Regions from separate parts of the Sus scrofa genome. Here region 1 is linked to region 2. Evidence: chromatin contacts called from public Hi-C data. All regions are on one chromosome and are shown on one strand. The core of a region is the stretch at or near the end of the contact, and the rest is flanking DNA. Distances in the headings are between cores, read along the strand shown.

Region 1 (4,232 bases), core at 1,101-3,600, 200 kb after region 2:
AAACTCTCAGATGTCAACTCTTTTGCAAATAAATTCATTCAAAATAATTATAATTCCAATCATATGTGGGTAAATATAAGGTATGTGTAACTTAAGCTGCTTCTAAAATGTGTTAGTATGTGAAACAGGATAGTCTGAGGCCAAATTTAGAGGACTTTGATGCTAGAATATGGAGTTTAGTTCTGATCTAATATGGCAGGATTTCTTAGGCTGGAGCCAGTGTTTGCATTTTCAGAAATGTACAAAAAAAATTGTATAACTTTCTGAACAAGTTCTGGATGGTCTAAGTTTGCCCAAGGGCTGCCAGGCATCTTCAGGGCAGACCCTTGTGATTGTGTTTGGCACTGAGCTGTAGTCATACATCAAGGGCTTATGACAAAAGAGCAAGCAGACTGACTATATAAGAGTCTGGTTAAACCAAGTGAGGCCAAGTGATGCCAAAGTTTGTTAAGGGGCTTGCAGCAGCTGGAGTTAAGTGACTGGAGAATTGTATTGTCACCCGGGATACAGCAGATGACATGACATGGTAAACACAAAAGAATTGACATACTGCTGTCAGTACCATATCTGAGTTGCAAAGAATGTCTAGTTTCATAAAATCTTGCTTCTGAAAAATAACTAGTGTTGTTGATTTGAAGTTTATTGGATTTGTGGTTTTGTGTTCTATTTAATTGCAAATTTGGTTTGGCTTATTCAATGTGGAGAAATTATCAGTATAAGATGTGCATTTAGTTCTTGTTCATGCTGACATTACATGATTTAGCCATCCCTGAGGGTTGTTGTAAGAATTATTTTCACTTTAAAGAGGCCCCATATGCTATTCAAGACTGAGAAGTTCTGAAAAGGCTAAGGAGGCCTGGAATATGATGTTGATTTTCTTCTTAAAAATATTTATTTATTATTATTATTACTATTTGTCTTTTTAGAGCTGCACTCAAGGCATATGGAGGTTCCCAGGCTAGGAATTGAATTGGAGCTGCAGCCACCAGCCTACATCACAGCCACAGCAACATAGGATCCAGGCTGCGTCTTCGACCTACACCACAGCTCACAGCAGCACCATATCCTTAACCCACTGATCGAGGCCAGGGATTGAACATGTATCCTCATGTTCATCATACTAGTCAGATTCGTCTCCACTGAGCCACAATGTGAACTCCTTTTTGATTCTCTGCTGGCAGTCCACGGGGTAAATGGGAGGTGAGAGGCAGAAATGAATTTGGGTGGAGATGCATATTTGTTTTAACTCACTTATGGACAAATCATTAGGCATTTCGCTTAATCAGATGAAGAAACTGAGAAAACTTAAGTGACTTATCGAAAGCCACATAGCTGGAAGTGAAACAGGGAGGGTGCCAGTTCTGGCAAGCTGTCATACAGGGATGAATGGTGGTCTCCCTAGGGCTGCTCATGGCTGGATCCAGGAAGTGAATGAATCTGGAAACTTTGTCTTTTTGTCTTTTTTTCCTTTTTTCTTTCTATGGCTGCACCCATGGCATATGGAGGTTCCCAGGCTAAGGGTCGAATTGGAGCTGTAGCCACTGGCCTACGCCACAGCCACAGCAACGTGGGATCCGAGCCGCGTCTGCGACCCACACCACAGCTCACAGCAACTCTGGGTCCTTAACCCACTGAGTGAAGTCAGGGATCAAACCCGAAACCTCATGGTTCCTAGACGGATTCATCAACCGCTGAGCCACGACAAGAACTCCTCTTTCTTTTTTTTTGGGAGGGGCCCTATGCACGTGGCATGCAAAAGTTCCCGGGCCAGGGATTGAACCCGTGACATAACAGTGACAACACTGGATCCTTAACTGGGTGGACTACCAGGGAGCTCCCCTTCTGTTGTTTCTTTAGGCCAAGTTGTCTCAGCCTCAGCGCTGTTGACATCTGGGACTGGGTGGTTCTTGCTGGGGTGGGGGAGACTATCCCGTGCATGCACACTAGATGCCAGAAGCTCACACTTGCTTTGTAACAATCAGAAACGTCTCCAGGTATTATCTAGTGCCTCTGGGGGCAAAGTTGTTTCAAAGTTGAGAACTACTTCTTTAGGCAGATAGAAGCAAGTATCTTTTTAATTTTTTCCCCTTCCATTTAATTTGTTGATTATTATTTGGTATGAATTTTATTTTTTTAGAAGCGAATATCTTTATTTCCCACCTCTTTTAAACTTAAAAGTAACAATCTCTAGACACAGCTCCTCTTTCCTGAGATATGTTTGTCTATTTTCATTTTTCTATGTATGGACAACCCAGCGACCCCTGGCCCACATGCCTGGGCAGCTGTTTGGCATTCCTGGGTAGAGGCGCTGTGGTGGATTCAGTGAGGCTCCTCTTGTCAGGCCCTGGCTTCCACTCTGCTGCTGGTGAGCTGTGCTCAGTGCGTGAGAATGTTTATTCATGGTCGTGCTTCCCTGTACAGGGTATCTGTGGGGTAGATCCCCTGAAGTGTGGTTGCTGGATCAGGGTAAATACCTCTCATTTTGGTGGCTGTTGCCACATCTCCCCTCCATGAAGGCTGTGCCCTTTGGCAGTCCTGTCAGCAGTGATTGAGAGGCCTGTTTCCCCACTGCCTCAGCAATGGCGTTATGAAACCTTTGGATTCTGGCGGTTCCATAGGTGAGCAATGCCTCGTGTTTCCTAATAGGCTAGCACTGCATCTGTTTCAAAGTCTACTCAACTCAGACATGGAGCTCAGTGAAACTCAGCCTTGCCTGCTTTTTCCTGACTGGCAAAGTGTCCTACACTTTGTCCACTTTTAGGCCTTTCCTCTCCCTGTTCCCTCCCACCAGGAATGCCCTTCCTCCTCACTTCCAAAATTTTCACCATCCTTTGAGGCTTCCAAATGCCACCTCCACTGAGAAACTTTCCCGGATTCAGCTTTGCACCACGCACCCCCAAGTCGTTTCCTCCTGCTGGTGTCCTCCAGCTGCTTTGTGGTGTCACAGGTCATGTAGTTGTCACATGGCCTGGAGTCAGGTGGGTGTCCAGAGTCAGAAAGTTCTAGTTGTTGCTTTTTTTCTCTGTGCCTGTGATGTATGGAAGTTCCTGGGCCAGGGATTGAACCTGTGCTACAGCAGCGATCCTGGCCACTGTAGTGACAGTGCTGGATCCTTAACTCGCTAAGCCACCAGGGAACTTCTGGACAGGTATGGTTTTTTTTTTTTTTTTGTCTTTTTGCCATTTCTTGGGCCGCTCCCGCGGCATATGGAGGTTCCCAGGCTAGGGGTCCAATCGGAACTGTAGCCACCGGCCTACACCAGAACCACAGCAACCCGGGATCCAAGCCGAGTCTGCAACCTACACCACAGCTCACGGCAACGCCGGATTGTTAACCCACTGAGCAAGGGCAGGGATCGAACCCGCAACCTCATGGTTCCTAGTCGGATTCGTTAACCACTGCGCCACGATGGGAACTCCTGGACAGGTATGGTTTTGAATTCCAGTTTTGCCACTTACTGTTACAAGCTTTGGTCAAATTTCTTTTTTTTTGGAATCTTTTTTTTTCTTAAGAGGGCTGCACTTTGGCATGTGGAAGTTCCCTGGCTAGGGGTCCAACTGGAACTGCAGCTTCTGGCCTACACCACAGCCATGCAGGATCTGAGCTGCATCTGCGACCTATGCAGCAGCTTGGGGCAGTGCCGGATCGTTAACCCACTGATCAAGGCCGGGGGATCAAACCTGCATCTTCATGGATGCTAGTTGGGTTTTTTTTTTTTTGTCTTTTTTTTTTGTCTTTTTGCCATTTCTTGGGCCGCTCCCACGGCATATGGAGTTTCCCAGGCTAGGGGTCTAATCGGAGCTGTAGCCGCCAGGCTATGCCAGAGCCACAGCAACACGGGATCCGAGCCGCGTCTGCGACCTACACCACAGCTCACAGCAACACCAGATCCTTAACCCACTGAGCTAGGGCAGGGACCTAACCCGCAACCTCATGGTTCCTAGTCGGATTCGTTAACCACTGCGCCATGACGGGAACTCCGCAAAATGGGAGCAATGCCTCCCTCATAAGGCTATAGAAAAGAGTAGGAAGAGAACCTATATAGAAAGTGTGGCAGCAGACAAGCTCCCTGAGAGCAGACTCCTCCATTTGTTTTCTTCATTGTCTCCCGTGTGCTCTTGCAAACAGTAAATAAAGGTATTGCATCTATTCTTTAAAAAAAAAAGAAAAAGAAAACTGTTTCTGTAAAGTGAACAGTAATTTATTCAGCAAGGATTTGAGCATCTCTTCAG
Region 2 (4,575 bases), core at 1,399-3,898:
AGAAAGGTTTAGGGAAATCTTTTTAATCCCATTTTTAAGAAAAAAAAATTAACTATATCTAAGAAAGAAAAAGTCAGTATTGATATATATACTGCTTGAGCAAAAAGGCATAGGAAAACAGACAACGTATACTCATTAAATTTCTAAAAAATAAGGAGTGAATCGGGAGTTCCCATGGTGGCGCAGTGGTTAACGAATCCGACTAGGAACCATGAGGTTGCGGGTTCGATCCCTGCCCTTGCTCAGTGGGTTAAAGATCCAGCGTTGCCGTGAGCTGTGGTGTAGGTCACAGACGCGGCTCGGATCCTGAGTTGCTGTGGCTATGGTGTAGGCCAGTGGCTACAGCTCCGATTAGACCCCTAGCCTGGGAACCTCCATATGCCGCGAGAGCGGCCCAAGAAATAGCAAAAAGCCAAAAAAAATAAAAAATAAAAAAAAAAAAGAAGTGAATCGTTTTCTTATTGTCCTTATTGTCCTGGCTAGGACTTCCAGTACAGGGTTGAATAGAAGTGATGAGAGTAGATGGTCTTGCCTTGTTCAGGACTTTAGGAACAAAGAATTTGGTCCTATACTGTTAACACTGTTAGCTGAGATTTGTTCATAGACGCCCTTGATCAGACTGAGATGTACCCTCCTATCTAGTTTGTTAAAGGTTTTTATCATGAATTAACACTAAAATTTTCTACATCTATGGAGATGATTATGCAGTCTTTTACTTTATTTGATGTTATAAATCCAGCGTATTAAGCTAATTGATGTTTGGATGTTAATTCAACCTCTCATGCCTGAGGACATACTGGGAATACACTTGGTCAGAGTGCATACTCCTTTTTTCTATACCAATCAGTTTGATTTGATGGTGTTTTATTAGGAATTTTTAAAATTACTTACTGAATTTTATTACATTCGTAGGTGTACAACAATCATCACAACCAAATTTTATAGCATTTCCATCCCAAACCCCCAGCGCATCCCCCCACCCTCCAAACTGTCTCCTTTGGAAACCATAAGTTTTTCGAAGTCTGTGAGTCAGTATCTGTTATGCAAAGAAGTTCATTGTCTCCTTTTTTGAGAATCCACATGTAAGTGATAGCATCTGATGTTGGTGTCTCATTGTCTGACTGACTTCATTTAGCATGATAACTTCTAGGTCTATCCATGTTGCTGCAAATGCCGTTATTTCTTTCCTTTTAATGGCTGAGTAATATTCCATTGTGCCACATCTTCTTTAACCACTCCTCTGTCGAAGGACATTAGAATTTTTGTGCCTGTGCTCAGGAGGAGTTTTGATCTGTAATTTTCTATTCTTATGATATATTTGTCTGGCTTTGGTATCAGGGGAATGCTACCCTCACGAGTGGGGGTTCTTTGTTACTGTGGCCTAACCTACCCTAGCCTAACTGATACGGTTCCTGAAAAAATATGATGCAGTTCTGTACTTATAATCTCCAAGATACAGTGTTAGGTGGTAAATGAATGTTGCAGACTCTATGGTATATGGTGTGCTATCATTTGTATAGGGAAAACCTAATCTATAAACCCATATATATGCATAGCATTTCTCTGGAAGAACGCATAAGGAACTGAAAATAAGGCTACCTCTGTGAAGGAAAAGTGAGCCACTGGAGTAGTAGGAAGAAGACTTTTTTTTTCCTTTTTATCCTCTCTTACCTTTTGAAATTTGTAACATGTACAGGTACACCTATATACACATACCACTTTTATAAAAATATTTATATTATAAGGAAGCATAGCCGCAGATGAGGGTCACAGAAATAAGTTTTGGAAAGAAATGCTGGAGTAGGGCATTGGGCATTGTTCCTAGTTACATGGCCTCCAAACTTAACTCCTTGGCCCTCACTAAGCTTCTGTAAGAACCTTAATGTTGTTTGCTTTTTTTTTTTTTTTAATTTTAGGGCCACACCCACAGCATATAGAGGTTTTCAGGCTAGGGGTCGAATCAGAGCTGTAGCTACCGGCCTACACAACAGCCACAGCAACGCAGGATCCAAGCTGTGACTGCGACCTACACTACAGCTCACGGCAACACCAGATCCTTAACCCACTAAGCAAGGCTGGGGTTCGAACCTGCATCCTCATGGATGCTAGTCAGATTCGTTAACCGCTGAGCCGCAATGGGAACTCTGAGAACCTTAATGTTGTTTAAGGAGTTCCTTTTCTGCTTCATACAACTTCAACTAAGAATCTAGATTGATGTGATTACAGGGATGCCTAAAGGGACAGCCAAAGGAACTACATGCGTCTAAAAGGTTCCTTAGTGGAGCTCCCTGGTGGCTTAGTAGGTTAAGAGGCTGTCATTGTCACTGCTGTGGTGTGGGTTTGATCCCTGGCCTGGGAACTTCCATATGCTATGTACGCAGCCAAAAAAACAAAAATAAGAATAAAGCCCTGTAGTGACTATAAAGCAGGGTGGTTCCTACCACACACGGCAATGGTCATGGGAGAAAACTCTCTATCAGTTAATATCTGCATTACCTTTTGCCTAGTGAGCAAAGGTTGTTCTTGGGAAATGCTCGGCAATGCTAACCTTCTTTTCATTTCAAAACAGGGGCCTGCACAGCTGTGCTTTGCAGATGGTGAACAGCTTCCGCTATTTTTAGCCAAGACAGCTCTAAGCTGAGGAAGCATGCACAGGACCAAAATTCCCCCGAGCCCGCTTCACTTCCTCAGTAACACCCTCAATTCTGGGCCAGAGATGCCGCATTGCATCCACAGATCTGCATCAGCCCCCAGAAAAGCTATGTTCTTGCCTAGAGAGAAACAGCTCTGGAGTTCTAGGACACTAGATTCAGTGAGAATAGCCATGGCCAGCTGAGGGGTCGCTGATTTATGAAAAGATACGTAATGAACACCCTGCGTTGTCTACAATTATGTACGAAAATTATCAAATACAGATTGAAAGACACAGACCAAACTCATCAGGCTGGCTGAAGTCAGAGCACAGAGCCGGAGGGAAGTGGGGGTGGTGTCGTAATGAAAAGGGATTCCAGCTTCACCTGCAATGTTTCATATTCATTAATGAGAAGACTGGATGCAAATCAGACAAAATTAACCTAAATTTTTTTTTGGCTGCACTCTTGGCATGCAGCTTTATCGTCTCTAATGATCTGTACCTTGGTTGCGGAAGGTTCCTTCCATATTTTACCTGTGTTTCTCCTGCCCCACACATCACCAAAGAGTCTAGCAGTCCCTTTAAAAATCTTCTGACAAAAAAGAAGAAAAAATAAAATAAAATGAGTTCTGGAGTTTCCATTGTGGCACAGTGGAAAAAATTTGACTAGGAACCATGAGGTTGCGGGTTTGATCTCTGGCCTTGCTCAGTGGGTTAAGGATCTGGTGTTGCCATGAGTTGTGGTGTAGATCGCAGACTTGGCTCAAATCTGATGTTGCTGTGGCTGTGGTGTAGGCTGGCAGCTGTAGCTCCGACTGGACGCCTAGCCTGGGAACCTCCATGTGCCATGGGTGTGGCCCTAAAAAGAAGAAAAAAAAAAAAGAGTTCCTGCTGTGGCACAGTGGGATTGGCAATGTCTCTGTAGTGCTGGGACGGAAGTTTGATCCCAACCCAGCACAGTGGATCTGGCATCACCAGGGCTGTGGCCTAGGTTGTATCTGAGGCTTGGATCTGAACCCTGGCCCCTCGCCCTTGGCCCCTGGCCCGGGAAATCCAGATGCCATGGAGTAGCCAAAAAAGAAGGAAAAAAAAAATCTTTTGGGGGAACTCCCTGGTGGCTAGGTAGGATAAGGATCCAGCATTGATACTGCTGTGCTACTGGTTTGATCCCTGGCCTGGGAATTTTCTAACACCATGGGTGTGGCCCCCCCAAAAAAGATCTTTTGACTGACTGCCAAATTCTAAATGCCTCTTCCTCCCTTCCTTCCTCTCTTCCTACCTTTCATCCTTCTTCCCTCAATCCTTCCTTCCTTGGAGCTGGAGAACTCTGCTTTAGAGACTGCTGTCAGCTGGAATTGGATGTGAAAGGGGCAGGGCCTTTGGTTCCGGGAGAACTCCCATGGCATCTGCTATTTTGGTCTGATAAACAGGCCTGCAGAGAATAAGTGTACAGTGGGCAGAAGAAAAGCTCTAAGAGAGATAATTGGGCACAGGCAGTTTGTCAAGTGAGGGAGAAATCCCTTTATCTCATTCTTATAGGGATATGAGTTGCTCTTCCCTTGAGGTTTTTCCCCCCCATTTTTGGCCACCCCTCGGCATATGGAGTTCCCAGGGCAGGGATCATATTTGAGCCACAGTTCTGACCTACACCACAGCTGCGGCAACGTGGGACCTTCAACACACTGTTCTGGGCCGGGGATTGAACTTGCTTCCCAGCGCTGCAGAGTTGCTGCCACCAATCCTGTTGCGGCACAGGGTTAACTCCTGTTTTAGTGAGTTTTGAAGAACTCTAGCCCCTAAGATTATTTCCAACATTCACTCACAGGTACGAGCAATGCCAGGCCATCCTGGAGCCATGTATCTAAGTCCTGTGCCAGCAGAGGTCAGTGGTACACCCAGCACTTTTGCTTTCCCTTAGGGACTTCAATTTGAGTGCCAAGGAA

The links. A called contact is a pair of places that touch in the nucleus more often than the background predicts.
Region 1: a Hi-C map of liver shows a contact between it and region 2, with 2.0 times the contacts expected there. The contact joins two enhancer-like sites. A contact is called at or near these places in 3 of 47 Hi-C or Micro-C datasets (alveolar macrophages, embryonic fibroblasts and liver) and 1 of 2 datasets of contacts at active chromatin or transcription factors (alveolar macrophages).

What each region holds. Positions count from the first base shown.
Region 1 is chr13:18,283,176-18,287,407 of Sscrofa11.1, forward strand. All of the region lies in intron 1 of CMTM8 (CKLF-like MARVEL transmembrane domain-containing protein 8), which reads left to right. Among named protein-coding and RNA genes, the nearest start is that of CMTM8, 42 kb to the left of the region's middle. Within about 2 kb of position 2,351, at least 7 of the 83 cell types and tissues checked have an H3K27ac peak or open chromatin away from gene starts, as enhancers often do. A contact at or near this core is called in liver, where this site is marked.
Region 2 is chr13:18,080,238-18,084,812 of Sscrofa11.1, forward strand. No RefSeq gene overlaps it. Among named protein-coding and RNA genes, the nearest start is that of GPD1L, 44 kb to the right of the region's middle. Within about 2 kb of position 2,649, at least 13 of the 83 cell types and tissues checked have an H3K27ac peak or open chromatin away from gene starts, as enhancers often do. A contact at or near this core is called in liver, where this site is marked.